Linked DNA regions of Mus musculus: all the other regions are linked to region 1. A link is a contact called in public Hi-C, HiCAR-type and promoter capture Hi-C data. All regions are on one chromosome and are shown on one strand. Each heading gives the region's core, a stretch centred on a gene start, on an enhancer-like site or on the middle of the called end of the contact. The rest is flanking DNA. Distances are from core to core; before and after follow the strand shown. Region 1 holds the start of Dnajc2 (DnaJ heat shock protein family (Hsp40) member C2). Region 2 holds the start of Nupl2 (nucleoporin like 2). Region 3 holds the start of Rint1 (RAD50 interactor 1). Region 4 holds the start of Slc4a2 (solute carrier family 4 (anion exchanger), member 2).

Region 1 (3,390 bases), core at 558-3,057:
TAAAAATCCCAGTTGCACCCTGGGTAACAAATTATCATTGGTAACATCTTTTTATTCCAGCAGTCTCTTCCAGTTGATGTGCCACTAAGGTTGATGAGGTGAGCTCAATGCCCAGAACCCATATGAAGGTAGGAGAGACCTGACTCCATGGACTTTTCTTCTGATCTCTGCACACATGCTGTGTGGCACTCAAAAACACTTGATCAGTTATTTTTTTTAAGCATAAGAAAATAATTTCAGCAGCTAATCAATATTTTCCTGATGATGTGAGAAGGGAAGGCAAGAAACGAGTAATAGTAATAAAAAAAATGATAAAAAGCTACCAAAAAACAAAGACTGCACACTCATGCGATCTTAATTATTAACAGATTAGCTATTAAAATGGTTAATAATTCTAAGGATTCTCTAACAATAATCTGTTGAAATAGACAATTTTCCAAGCCAATGCTGAGAACTCATTACCGTTTCTATGTCTTAATAACACAGGCTGGATGTAAACCCAGAATTTCAGGGCTTTAATCTAGAACTGTAAATTTCTTGAAACAGATTGAATCATTTCAGGATGGAAACAATACCTATCTCACCCAGTTCCTAGAATATTCGAATGCAGTTTTAAAGCTTTAAACTGTTGTAGAGAAAGTAACATGGAATAAATAACTGTAGATATGTATAACAGAAATTAAAAAATGGTAATCTGTGTCAGGAAAAAAGATCATAATTTTAATTTCTTAAGAAATCAAAGGGCAATTTTCTGGTGCACAATTTGTGGGCATCATTTTCTAAGACCCTTTCTTTTTCACGTTTTAACTGGCTTATGATATTAAGATTTCCTCCACCTAACACAGGAGAGGAGTCAAACGCGAAAATGAACCGGCTGAGTAGCGGGGGCGTGGCTTTCAAAACCGTGTCTTGGAAGCCTTTCCCTCACTACAGGATTACCGCGACACACAAACGCAACACGTGCCATGGGAAACATTTAAAAATTATATTCAACAAGTGCCCACGGTAAGCGGCTATGGGAATTAATGTAGATCATTAAAATGAGAGACCCGACACTTGAAATACTTTCTGGCGTGCAGGGCTATAAACCAAAACCCCTACAGCAGGAGGCTAAGTTGTGCTTTTAACCATCCTTGGTGTACGCCAAGCTGTCCAGGAGCATTCACAGGGGGCTTCCAACGGAATGAGGAAGTTCTGAGTTCCGACAAGCAAAATACACAGCCGGGAGCAAAGGTGGAGGCGAAGGGCTGAACAGCGTTTACAAGGCTTTGTATCTCTCCCGGCACGCGGGTGCGTGCAGCGGGGTCGCTCCGCCGTGGGCAGGGGGGGTGCCTTAGGGGGCCTTTCGGGGTACAGGAGGGCTCGGTCCTCAGCTGTTCAGCCCGCTCCGTGAGTCAGCAGCCTCACCAGGATGAAGGAACCACAGGTGCACAAGGAAGACGCCCCCACCCTCCTTTCCGAGAAACCGGGGACACTTCAAATTACAGCACTGAGCAGCAGGGGCTCGTCACAGTCCCCCGAGTCCCGGAGCAGATTGCCGGGGTCAAGGCTACCGAGCCAGGGGTTGCTAGGGACAGGGCTGGGGCAGGGGCGCCCGAGGCAGGGCGGAAACTGGGTTGGTGGGCACGTACCGGAGGTCAGAGCGTGGGTGATGGCGGTGCCCTGGCCCTCCGCGGCGCTCGGCAGGAGCAGCATGCTGGTTGGGGCTGGTCCCGCGGACGCCGCGGCTCACGGCCGGCAGGCAGGGCCCTCCGCGTCCGCACTACCTGTGGTCTGAGCCTCGCGCCTAGGCTTTACGCCCCGGAGCCGGCGCATGGAGACGACCAGTGAGCACTTCCGGGATGGGGCTCGCACGGCGCGGCCGCCAACCCCACCCCCACGGCCTCGCGCCAATGCGCGCGGCCGCCTACTTCCTCTGTGACTCTAAACCGACCGGAGACCAAGGAGCTCGAAGGAACAGTTCCTAGACGCATCAGTTCCTACGTGAAAAGGATTGTTTTGGTTTTTGTTTTGTTTTTTTGTTTGTTTTTTCACGTGAGAGCAAGACGGAGGAAATAATTTTGAAAAAGAACTTCACTCACTTTTGTCACCCAGGCCGGCCTCTAACTTGTGAATATCCTGTTTAAATCTCCCAAGTGCTGAGCTACCACCAATCTCTAGGTACCTCATAAAAGTGGAATCATATAACTATATATCATTGTATTGTTATATTAATAATGTTATATATTATAACATTGTCTCTATGTGAGCGGTGTATTCACTAGTATAATGGTCACAGAATTTATTTTTTTAAGGCCAAATAATACTATATTCCCATAACCACATTTTTGTTTACCCATCTTATGTATTTGGGTACTTGGGTTATTCTTCATTTGGCCTTTGCTAATGCAGCTATAAATAGGGCTGTACACGGATCTCTTTGAAATCCTATTTCCAACTTTTTGGCATTTGATATTTAGCAGTAGGATAACTAGTTTATATAGATTTTATTTTAGTTATTTTCAGTTTTTCGCAAGCACTGCAGTATTTTACACCAACAGTGTAAACAGCATCTATTTTTTTTTTCAACATCCGGTCAAACTTTCTTTTTAAACATAATAGTGATCCATGGGTCGGTCATGGTGGCGCACAGCCTTTGTCGCAGCAGATACCTCTAAGTTCTCAGACAGCCTGATCTGTTGCTAGATAGCCAGGACCACGCAGAGCCAGTCTTAAGAAGGAGAGAGAGAAAGAGAGAGGGGAAGGAGGAGGAGAAGGAGGAGGAGGAGGAGGAGGAGGAGGAGGAGGAGGAACCATCCTAAAGAGAATGACGTGCTTTTGATTTTAACATCCTTTCATGCGTCCGTTTATTGGCATTTGTGTATCTCCTCTAGAGAAATATGTCCAAATTCTTTACCTACTTTCCTTCCCTCTATCTTTTAATCTTCCCTCCTCCTTTCCTGTCATAACAACCAGATTCCTTTCTTGTTGTGGATCTTTGTATAACCTGGATACACACTCCCTAACAGAAATGCATTATCTTTATTCAATTTGTAGATCTAGCCACCAATTAACTGCGTCCAAACTGCCAGGCATTCTACAAGGCCTGCTCTGTAGCGCCTTTCCAGTCTTGCGAGGCAAACTATTTAGAGATGAAATAAACTACCCGCCTATGTGTATTATTTACTAGTGACTAAATCACGATTTTAGGTCATCAACTGAGCTAGGGCTAATCTTGGACGTTCCTATTCGGGTATCTAAAAAAGACTGGAGTTGTGAGGGAGCGGGGTGAACACGCGTTTCCTTCCACCAGACAACCCTTCCTCCCGTCAGCCGTGCGTGCAGTCCCCAGATGTCCAGGGAACCGGCGCCCGGGCGCGGAGCTACTTCCGGTGGGGAAGAGAAAGGGAA
Region 2 (3,270 bases), core at 212-2,711, 2.4 Mb after region 1:
TGATTGATCCTTTTGAACCCCTTAATTTTTCCTCCAAAGATTTTTAAGGTTTCACTCTGATATTACCAGTTTTACTCCTTTTAAACATAACTCAATTTGTTGTGGGCGGGTGTGAAGATTCAAAATAGTGGCAGTTCTCACTTTGGTAAGCTGAGGCAGGAGGATGACTGAGACCATGCTAGATTACACCTACATATAGAGCTATCTAGATTGTGTTTCCTATTACTATGACAAACCCTGGTAAAAGCAACCTCAGAAGCATGTGTTGATTCTGGCTCACAGATTAAGGTACAGTCTAGCACAGCTTGGACGGGATTTCAACAGGAGCATGAGACAGCTGGGCACATTGTATTTGCAGTCTAGCAACAGCAATGGATGTTCAACTTGAATTTGCCTTTTTATTCAGTGTGTGCCCACTCCTTTGAGAATGCAGTCCTCATTAAGGGTACATCTTTCCAGTTCAACCTTTGTGAAAGCATCTTCACAGACATGCTCAAAGGTGTGTATCTATGGGGATCTAAGTCTGACCCTCCAAGTCCAGAGATTTGTGTCTATGGTGATTCTAAAAGTAATCAAGTTGACAGTATTTACCATCACAAGTGTTAGGATTACTAGTTAGAGTTTTGCTTTTGATCTCTCCATCCTCTAGCATAACCAAAATATAAAATGAGACTCAAGGTATACTTTGAGTCTGAGGAGTCTCTAAGCTGCCTTCAACTCTTAGTTTATCCCCATTCTCCAATTTTAATTTCCAAGAGCAATTTCATTTCATTGTTATATAATGTACTTGTTTTATACTGATACAGGGTCCTGCATGAGAACTGTAAAGATAATAAATGAAACGTAGTGGGTGTACGGTTTTGATCTTAGCACTAAGGTAGGTGGATTTCTGTGGGTTCGAGGCCAGCTAGTAAGACCGTATCTCAACAAAACAAACAAAACAAACAAAAAACAGTAAATTGGATACTTTCAGAAAACCTTTATCTGAAACTGCTCCTGAGGAAAATCGGGCTGCTTCTGTGTCGGTTTTACTCTTTGTCATTTTTCCTGATGAAATTTCAAAAGGCAACATTTACGTGAAATTTTAAGACATTACCGACTAAGAAACTAATAGATGCTTTTCGCCTGCATTGAGTCCTGTTTCCTGGTTACAGCTGGCTTTCTGTAAATAATCTCTCTTGATAAACAGATTTTTTTTCGTTGTTAAGCCCATTTTTACCTCCCCCCCCCCCAAGTAAATGTAAAGAACGAATGAGTCTCGCAGACTGTATACAGCCAACTAGAGGGTTGCTGGTTGTCTGCTATATCTGGTATTCTCTAGATTCGGGTCCGGGTTCAGGTCCGGGTCCGGGTCCGGGTCAGGGATCCAACGACCGCGTCCCATTTCAGCATACCCGAGCGCTGACAGCTCTGCTCTTCTTAAATCCCATTGGCTAAAGCCCACGCGGCTCACGGCACACTGGTCACAGAGCCTCTGGGCGCGGGGCGATGACGTCACACTAGCCGGGCCTCGGTTGCTGGAGCCTGGGCCCTCGCCGGCGACCGCGAGCAGGGTCGAGCTGGGACGGCGCTACCATGACCATATGCCAGTTTTTCCTTCAAGGCCGGTGCCGCTTCGGAGACCGCTGCTGGAACGAGCATCCCGGCGCCCGGGGTGCGGGCGGGGCTCGGCAGCCGCCACCGCAGCAGCAGCCACCCTCAGGTGACGGTCTGGGAGCCTTGAGCCAGGGCCACTTGCTGCGGACGCACACCTCCACCCCGGGCCCCTGCCCTGGCATGCGACGTCTCACCCCCAGTAGTTTGACAAGTCGTTTCTGATCGTCACACGTGGACAGGCGTTTGGACTTGGGTGCTCCTGTCAAACACTGCGTTTTTAAATTAGAGATATCTTCATCAAAACCTCCTTTTTGGTGAATGGCAGTGGTAGGGAGAATTCACGTGGGTTCATTCAGACCCCTTTCTCTACTCTTTCCCCTTCCTTGTCCGTGATCACAAGCTCTTAAAATCTGGGCTTTAGTTAGTAGCTTCCGACACTGGGTCAAGAACCTTACAAGTTTTGTGGAAAGGGTATTCAGGGGTTAGACATTAAACCAGCACAAAACAAGGTTTTAGAAGTCAGATAAATACGTTTTGTTCTCTTAATTTTGGAACCTAGTTTTTTGTTTGTTTTGGTTTTTAGGTTTTCAGAGATCGGCTTTCTCTGTGTAACAGCCCTAGCTGTCCTGAAAAACTCTTTGTAGACCAGGCTGGCCTTGAACTCACAGAGATCCACCTGCCTCTGCCTCCTGAGTGCTGAAATTAAAGTCATGTGCTACCACTGCCCAGTGGAACCTAGTTCGTGACGTTGTCAGTGGGTGCTTCTCTTTCCCCTTCTCTTTAAGGCTCCTCCAGCCCCTGTGTTCATGCTGGTTTCATATTTCCAGTCTTTTCGTGGAGGAGACAGATTGTATCATCTACAATGCTTCTAGTGAAAGACTCCAAATTAGGAGTCAGGTTCCGATAGATACTGGTATACTCCCAGGGACTGCTGAGAGGAATGTTTGCCATTTGGTCTCTGGAAACCTACTTTAAATGTAGTAATTTGCAAGTAAATGTTCAGTAGATAGATAATTAGGGGAAAAATACAAATAAAACTTTAGAATGAAAAGAAAGAAAAAGAATGCTTTGTAATTTTAAGGCCCACATTTGGGCCTTAAATACCTCTCTCTTTCCCTCTGCTCTGCTCCATCTTACGTAGCTTCCTGTTCCTCCTCCTGTGAGAGCTGGGCATATCCTATTCTGTCAAATTTTTCTCTGATTTGTCACTTTGTCTGGCACTCAATTAGATACCACTTTCAAACATAGCTGCTTCCTTCTACAGACTAACTTTACTTTCGATGTCTGAGATTAAAGCTGTGTACTAAAGGCATGTCTATTTCAGCCAGAGGAGTACTCTATCAGTCTGTTTTTAGTATATATTAAGTGATATATTTTCTAAATCCTAAGATAAATTACCTTTATCCTAGCATAAACTAGGAAGTGATAAGATTAAAAACAGTATCAAAACCTGAAACAAGTCCTATTGGCTTATTATTATTATTTTATGAGTTGTTAGAAATCTACGCTATACTTTACCTATTAGTAAGCTCTGCGATCTCTATATGAAGGATAGGTTGTGGGCATTGTGTCCACAAAGTAAAGACAGAGGCAAACACTTTTTAAATACCTATTTAAGGACAGAAAGTAAAATTTAACCCTTTTTATTATCCAGTTTATTCATTGTTCTCTTTC
Region 3 (3,366 bases), core at 865-3,364, 2.0 Mb after region 1:
TCAACTGGAGACCAAGTATTCGCACACATGAACCTATGGGGGCATTCTTATTCAAATCACTACAGTCACATATATTTAGTTCAGACTTGTGGCTTCTACATTGTCTTCCTCTAAGATTATTCTCTGTAGTTACCTACCTAAATTCTTTCATTTGTCTTTAATCATTTTATTAATTCTTTCTTTCTGTTTTTTTTTCCTTTTTAAGATAGATGCTCAGTATATAGCCCAGGCTAATCCCAAATTCAAGAGCCTCCTCCCTCAGTCTCAAAAGCACTGCAATTATAAACTTGTGGCATCATGCCTAGCCCATTTCACTAATTCTTGTACAGCTGCACATTCTTGGGGCTAGGGTAAATTAATACCTTAATGTCCTAAGGTCAGCAGACTCAGATACAGCTATATGGTATAATATAGCCTAGATCCTGTTTTAATTTTAAATTTTTAAATTTTATTATTTTTATTTTTTAAAGTGTGTGGATGTTTGCCTGTATGTGTGACTGTATACCAGGTGTGTGTCTGGTGTCCAGAGAGTTCAGAGAGAGAGTCAGATACCCTAGAATTGAGTTACAGACAGAGAGCTGTCAGCTGCTGCGTGGGTGCTAGAAAGTGAACCTGGATTCTCTGAAAGAGCTGCTAGTACTCTTAGTTGCTGAAGCCATCTCTCCAGATCCTGTTTGTCTGTCTGTCTGTTTGTTTATACGGGGTTTCACTATATAGCTCTGTCTATCCTTCAACTCACTATGTAGATGAGGCTGGCCTTGAATTCATAAAGATTCACCTGCCTCTGCCTCCTGAGTTGTGGGATAAAAGGCATGCACCACCATACCCGGCTCTTATTTATTTATTTTTTTTCATTTTATGTGTATGGGTGTTTTGTCTGCATGTATGTCTACACCTCAGTGAGTTTTCTTCTCACGGAGTAGTTTCTGTTTCCTCTAAAGATTTTTGTTTGTTTGTTTGCTTGTTGTTTTTTTTTTTTCTGTTTTCTCCCCATTTGTTTGGTCTCAAAGGCATTGCCTTCCAGGGTTTGCCTGTCAAATTTCCATGTTCTCTACCTATCCCTTGCTTCTAAGTAATTCAGTTCCTCCTCCCTGGAAAACAGTAGAGGTTTAGGGGGCTTTGCCCAGCAAACTGGATGCCAGATTTTGAGTGCTCTTTCTCTGTCTGACTCCCAGAATGTTTCAACCCTCCTACAAACAGATCTGGACCTTCCAGTTCGAAAATATATGAAGGAGTGTTCCTTTTGTCTAGCTGTCCTTCAAAGCTTACTCTTGAGTCTACAAAAGAGGTTACTTAGTCCCTACCTTTTAAATGGAGTATTTTTTTCTGTACAACGCTTAAACAGTAATAACTATTAGTTACAGGCTGAGGCAGGCGGATTTCTGAGTTCGAGGCCAGCCTGGTCTACAGAGTGAGTTCCAAGACAGCCAGGGCTACACAGAGAAACCTTGTCTCGAAAAACCAAAAATAAATAAATAAATAAATAAATAAATAAATAAATAAATAAATAAATAAATATTAGTTACCTTTGCACGTAGACTTTTGTCTCTCTAAGACTGTGAAATATAGAAAGAGCACTTTGACACTCCTACCTAGTACCACGTGGGCCAAGTATGGAACTCCGGTGTCTTGGTGGCAAATGCTTTTATGCGCTGAGCCATTTTGAGATAGGTGTTGTTCTAGCTGATACCGAATTCACTTTATAGAGCAAGCTGGCAGGGACTAGTGGCAATCTTCCCGCCTCCGCTCCCGACTTGTGGCTCACCATCCTAAGGGTATCATGAGTATTTTCTCCTCCCCTCCTTCCTCTCCCCTCCTTGAATTCAGTGTGTAGCTGGAGTTGACTTTGAACTACTGGTTTTCCCGCCTTCACCTCCCAAACGGTGGAATTCCAAGTGTGAGACACCATGCCAGGGCCGAATTTTATTTTTAGTAACTCCAAAGAAGTGGAGAGAGCTCCTGCACAGAACTCAGCAGCCTGGGAAGCAGTAGGGCTGCCAGGTTCCCTGAGCGGCCAACATGACATCCAACCAGCAGGGGGCGCCACAGAACAGGACAGCGGCGCGCAGATATGCCTCTCTAGGCCAAGAGAACGGAACCAGAGAGTCGGTGATAGGAAGTCGAGGTGGCGCTCAACCCTGCGTCCCAGAAGGCTGGTCTGGTCGCCCAGTCTGTGTGTTCCCTAGCCGGACTCTGCAGGCCGGGCTGGCGGTGCATGGAATCCAGAATTCGTGCGGAGGCAGGATGCTTGCGGCTGACGATATCGGCGAAGTGCCGGCAGCCCCGGTGAGGCGTCCCTGGAAACCCGGGGAAGGGACGCTGGTGACCCTGCGAGGTGGCACAGACCCCACCTCCGCCCCGGGGACAGGTTACCTTGGAAGTGGTTTGGCGGTGGTTCCCACGGCCGGAAGCAGGCAAGGGAGTCCCTGGGGAGGTAGTCACAGTGCAATGTCCGATGTCCCAGAAGATGACAGTTTTGAGAGTTGGCGGGAAAGTGGCCTCGGTGCCCGGGCAGAGTAACTCGGACCCTGGGGAGGTGGTCCAGACCTCTGGGAAGGTGGCAGTAGTGTCAGGCATGCCCCTGGGAGAGGCGCCTAGGACCTCTCCGCCCGTCAGTATGGGACCTTTCGGAGCGCTGTATGAATTCCACTTACTTCAGTCTAACTTGTTTGCCACACCTGTTTTTCTGCCAGTGCTGCCCCGAGAGTGGTGACGAAACGAAGAACACAGACGTGAAAAGTAAGCAGGCTTTAAACCCTTAGTTCTTTTTGTCTAGCTGCCCTTCGAAGCTCGCCTTTTCAGAGTCTGCAAAAGAGTTTCTTAGTCTGCTATCTTTTCAATGGAGTATTCTTTCTGTACAATGTTTAAACAGTAATAAATATTAGTTATCTTTGCACGTGGACTTTTGTCTCTCTAAGACTGTGAAATATAGAAAGAGCACATTGACGCTCCTTCCTAGGACAGTGACTGGTTTGGCTTCACTGGGACCTGCCATTTTAATGAACTGTCAGCTCGTTATCAGGTATTTAGAGGGGTTATGCTGGTCACTGTTACTGGGTTCTAGGAAGAGGTTTGATAATAGGTTAATTGTACTTTTGCCTTCAGTGAGTAAGTAATTACAGTTTGCTGCAGGTAGCCCACACCTTAGGTCCCAGGGCTTGGTCTGGGTAGGTGACATGGAAAAGACCCAGTACCTAGGACAGGAAACTATGTCAGACTCCTGGATATTTGTTATTTCACTTGAGATAAGCGTAGCAGGTTATTAGGAATCCAGCACCCTGAAGGGGCTGTTTTTGTTTCTCTCTCTCTCTCTCTCTCTCTCAATCTCTCTCTCTCTCTCTCTCTCTTTAACCAAGGTGGAGCGTA
Region 4 (3,390 bases), core at 519-3,018, 2.6 Mb after region 1:
CCAGTTTCTCGTATTTCTGCATTGCAGCGGCCGCGGGGACCCCTGCGGGCCCTCGGTTCTAAGACTCCCGGCCCTGGCGTTGCAGAGGAGGTGGTACTCACAGCTCCAGCCCCGCCCACCTGCTCACCACGCACTGGCATCTGGGACTTGTAGTCCCGGGGAAGCCATAGTTCCCAAGAATGCCTGTGGCGGAGGACACGCGGACTACAAAGTCCAACAGGCTGCGCTCGGGCTCTCTGCAGCGATCAACTCCAGGGACTCGTTTCCATCGCGGAGGCAAACCTTAAACTTCAACTCCCAGGAAGCATCGCGTGTCGGGCGTCTCCGCCAAGGCGCGGAGGCTCCCAGTGTGCCCCGCTCTTGTTATTATTCCTTTTCTGTGCTCACAGCCTTCCAGAAAAGGGCCTCTCCGGGACTACGCGTTCCAGAATACAGTGAGGGTGGGGGTGGGGTGCTCTCTGCTTGAAGTTTGCGTTTGACGGCCTAGATCCCGAGCGCTGTTGGCCCGGCTCTGACCTGGTTGGGTGTTTTGAGTCACCAGCGACCTCCTGACAGCTTCAGCACTAGTTTTCACCTCTCCTAGGCCACCTGGTGACCCCAGGACTGATTGGGGAATGATTCTGAGCGATGTCTTACTGCTGATGACCTCACAGGGACCAGCTGACCACAGGGCTGGGCAGCGAGACAGGTGTGCCCCGTTAGAGTCTGGATTTGAGTGGAAGGACACACGCCAGAGTCCCCTCTTTCTGCTGGGCCCATTTTATCGTCTCGAAACCCACCGGACTCCAGCGGCTCCACTTTGACATGCCGAGGCCAGCTGACTGGAGCCTGGGTGTCCCCCAGATCCCAGTCTTCAGAGCAGGCCCACTGGAGTCAGCCAGGGTGTGGCCCACGAAGACTGGCAGGTCAGTTACTTCCCTCAACAGACAAGACCACAGACAGTTGCTACACTTGGAGCAAGCAGCCTTTACCTCATCCTATAAAGGAGTTGATTATAGATTTTCTTGCACTACTCTCTAATTGTCTCATGATTGCATTCTTGAGGGCTGTGAACCGGGCGAAAATGGCCCCAAACAGCATTCCTCAGCGCGGAACCAGAGTAGGCGCTAACCGTTTGTCAATTAACTCACTTAAATCTGAGTGCTTTTGCATAAACAATATTGTGATTTACCCACGTGGCAGACTGAAGACGCATAAAGTGTATTCTTTATCTGAAATAATTGATAACTTAGTTGAGAAAACATGATGACACGCAAGGGTCTTTCAAATAGAGGTGTCAGCTATGAATAGGTTTCCATTTAGCCCGGAGGTAGTTCTAGCGAAAGGGAGGAATCTTCAACAAGTTGTCTTGTTTTCCATCAGTTCAGGGTCTTGGCCACCCAACCCCACCCACTCATTACTCCACATTCGCCTGCCACCCGTTCTCTCAAGCAGACACCGGGGCTTTCTTGGTGTTTCAGTGGTGTTATTTGGGCGGGGGCTCTGCAGAACCTTAACGTCAAAAAATCTGTAGTTCGACTCCCTGCATCTCAATTTCCTGGCCTACTCCACGCCCTCGATCCCCAACGTAAAGCTGGCTTCTTTCCTCACAGAGGTGGCTCACTAAAGCTAAGAGAAGGCGAGCCCGGAGCTTCGCCGCGGGTGGCGGGGGGGGGGGAACAGCCGGAAGGCCGCGCCGGCGGTGTCGGCGGTGTCGGGCTGTGCCTGGGAGCGCGCCCCCGCCGCGGAGGCTCAGCGTCCGCTTTCCGCCTCTCAGCTAGCCGCGCCGGGGGCGCGCACGGCGCGCTGCGGGGGGCGCGCACGCTGGAGGCTGGCCTGCCCGCAGCGCGGGGGAAAGTTGAGTTGGGAGAAGTTGGGAGCGGCGGGGGCGCGCCCCGGGGTGGGCACCGGGAAATCGTCGGGAGCGCGCGAGGGTTCCGGAGGATCAGGGGAGACCCGGAGACCCCCGGGACACGAAATCTAGAGCTAGCGGGTAAGCAGTTAGGTGGCGGAGAGGGAGGGTGAGGGCCGCGGAGGGGGGGGGGGGACTGGAGACTCGGGCGCCGAGGGAGTGGAACTGGAGGAAAGGGCGGGGACTGGGGCGCAGGGAGCGAGGTTTTAGGGAGAAGGATGGGGAGGCGAGTGGGAGTACGGGTCGGAAGCGAGATTCCGTGGTCCGCCTCTTAAGAGTTACCTAAAGCCAAGGTGCCGCGCCCCCTGTCACCAGGAGCGGGTAGTCTCAGGGAGCTACTGCCTTCAGCTCGCTCTCCCACTCCCGTGAGGGTTCCAGACGACCCTGTGCCCCAGAAACTCGCCACTTTGTGGGTTGCCTGGGACCGCAACTCCTCGGATCTCGGGATTGAGAGATGGAGCCATGAAAAGGGTTGGCGGGTCAGGTCAGGACAAGAGGTCAGACAGAAGGGGGAGCAGCTGGGTGAGGGTGGGAAGGACAAGCCTGAAGTTTGAGTCCTAGGGGACTGCCTTCTCTTCTGTAGGGAACTCCTTGCTTGGGTGTGGAGGGAGCGCTGCTTCAAATCTGGGTCCGTTTTATCAAACTCTCTCCGCCCCCCACCAGCCCCACAGCCAAGAGCTGTGGAATGTACGAATTCACTTGGGGAATGGTTAATGCTCGAGTGGGGGTCCGGACTGCTAATCCCTTGGGCTGGGGGAGAGACACTAATCCTTCGGGCCCGTCGGGGCTGGTCCGGGGAATGTGCCCCCACTAGGATTATCGGTACCGATGCTCTGGACAGAGGCTGCTTTGTATTCTACGACAGCAGGGAGGGGGGCATGGGTAGAGGGAGGAGGGCTTGGTGGTGAAACACACTGAGGGCAAAGCCTGGAGGTGGGAGTGAGCACCTGCAGGTGGTGAACACAGATTCCCTATACCCCCCTAGACCAGGTCCCCTCCCTCACACCTCTCCCCCACACTGACAGGCCCTGGCTGAAGGCCTGCTTAGGGGGGAGGTGGAAAGAGCAGTCAGCTGAGTTGGAGTTCTTGCCAGGAATGTGTGGCCCAGACTCCCCACCCTGGGCTGATCCCCCCAGACCTCTGTTATTTGACCCCATCTCATTGCCAAGGTAGCCATAAATCAGGCAACCACACATCGGCAGCACACCTGAGCAGCTTAGCATTGTTACCTTTAGAGAGCATTGGGTGTGCCCTCAGTGTGCATGGGCACCCCAGTTTGCACTGGTTGGGTTCCCTCTACCCCCATCACAGCTCACAACCTACAGTCATCGTCAGGAGGGCTGTCCTGCCGTCCTGCCACTCAGATTTTCCTGGCCCAGGGCTAGGGAGGGAAGGAATAGAGAGACTGCCCCCTCAGGGTTTCTGTGCCCACCCCCTTGACGATGTCACGTGCCCCTCCCCCATTATAAGCTCGCTGTCCAGCTTCTCCGTTCTTCCTA

Evidence for each region. Promoter capture Hi-C pulls out the DNA fragments that hold promoters and counts their contacts. A called contact is a pair of places that touch in the nucleus more often than the background predicts. HiCAR-type assays count read pairs that join an accessible place to other places.
Region 2: a Hi-C map of pro-B cells shows a contact between it and region 1, with 7 times the contacts expected there. The contact joins the promoter of Nupl2 here to the promoter of Dnajc2 in region 1.
Region 3: a contact with region 1 is called in a promoter capture Hi-C map of pre-B cells, with 9 times the contacts expected there. The contact joins the promoter of Rint1 here to the promoter of Dnajc2 in region 1. A contact is called at or near these places in 10 of 39 promoter capture datasets (3T3-L1-derived adipocytes, the C10 cell line, the HPC-7 cell line and 6 more), 4 of 484 Hi-C or Micro-C datasets (CD4 T cells, embryonic stem cells, erythroblasts and 1 more), 4 of 115 datasets of contacts at active chromatin or transcription factors (astrocytes, epiblast stem cells, large pre-B cells and 1 more) and 2 of 9 other capture datasets (adipose tissue and liver).
Region 4: a HiCAR-type map of astrocytes shows a contact between it and region 1, with 4 times the contacts expected there. The contact joins the promoter of Slc4a2 here to the promoter of Dnajc2 in region 1. A contact is called at or near these places in 1 of 484 Hi-C or Micro-C datasets (B cells) and 1 of 115 datasets of contacts at active chromatin or transcription factors (astrocytes).

Annotation. Positions count from the first base shown.
Region 1 is chr5:21,783,358-21,786,747 of GRCm38.p6, forward strand. It overlaps Dnajc2 (DnaJ heat shock protein family (Hsp40) member C2), which reads right to left and starts at 1,808. Exons shown (of 17, transcript NM_009584.4): 1 at 1,632-1,808. The coding sequence starts at 1,695. Psmc2 (proteasome (prosome, macropain) 26S subunit, ATPase 2) reads left to right here and starts at 3,390. Exons shown (of 12, transcript NM_001368661.1): 1 at 3,390.
Region 2 is chr5:24,163,502-24,166,771 of GRCm38.p6, forward strand. It overlaps Nupl2 (nucleoporin like 2), which reads left to right and starts at 1,462. Exons shown (of 7, transcript NM_153092.4): 1 at 1,462-1,702. The coding sequence starts at 1,576.
Region 3 is chr5:23,785,597-23,788,962 of GRCm38.p6, forward strand. It overlaps Rint1 (RAD50 interactor 1), which reads left to right and starts at 2,115. Exons shown (of 15, transcript NM_177323.4): 1 at 2,115-2,286; 2 at 2,694-2,739. The coding sequence starts at 2,245.
Region 4 is chr5:24,423,464-24,426,853 of GRCm38.p6, forward strand. It overlaps Slc4a2 (solute carrier family 4 (anion exchanger), member 2), which reads left to right and starts at 1,769. Exons shown (of 23, transcript NM_009207.3): 1 at 1,769-1,972. Cdk5 (cyclin-dependent kinase 5) reads right to left here and starts at 101. Exons shown (of 12, transcript NM_007668.4): 1 at 1-101. The coding sequence starts at 22.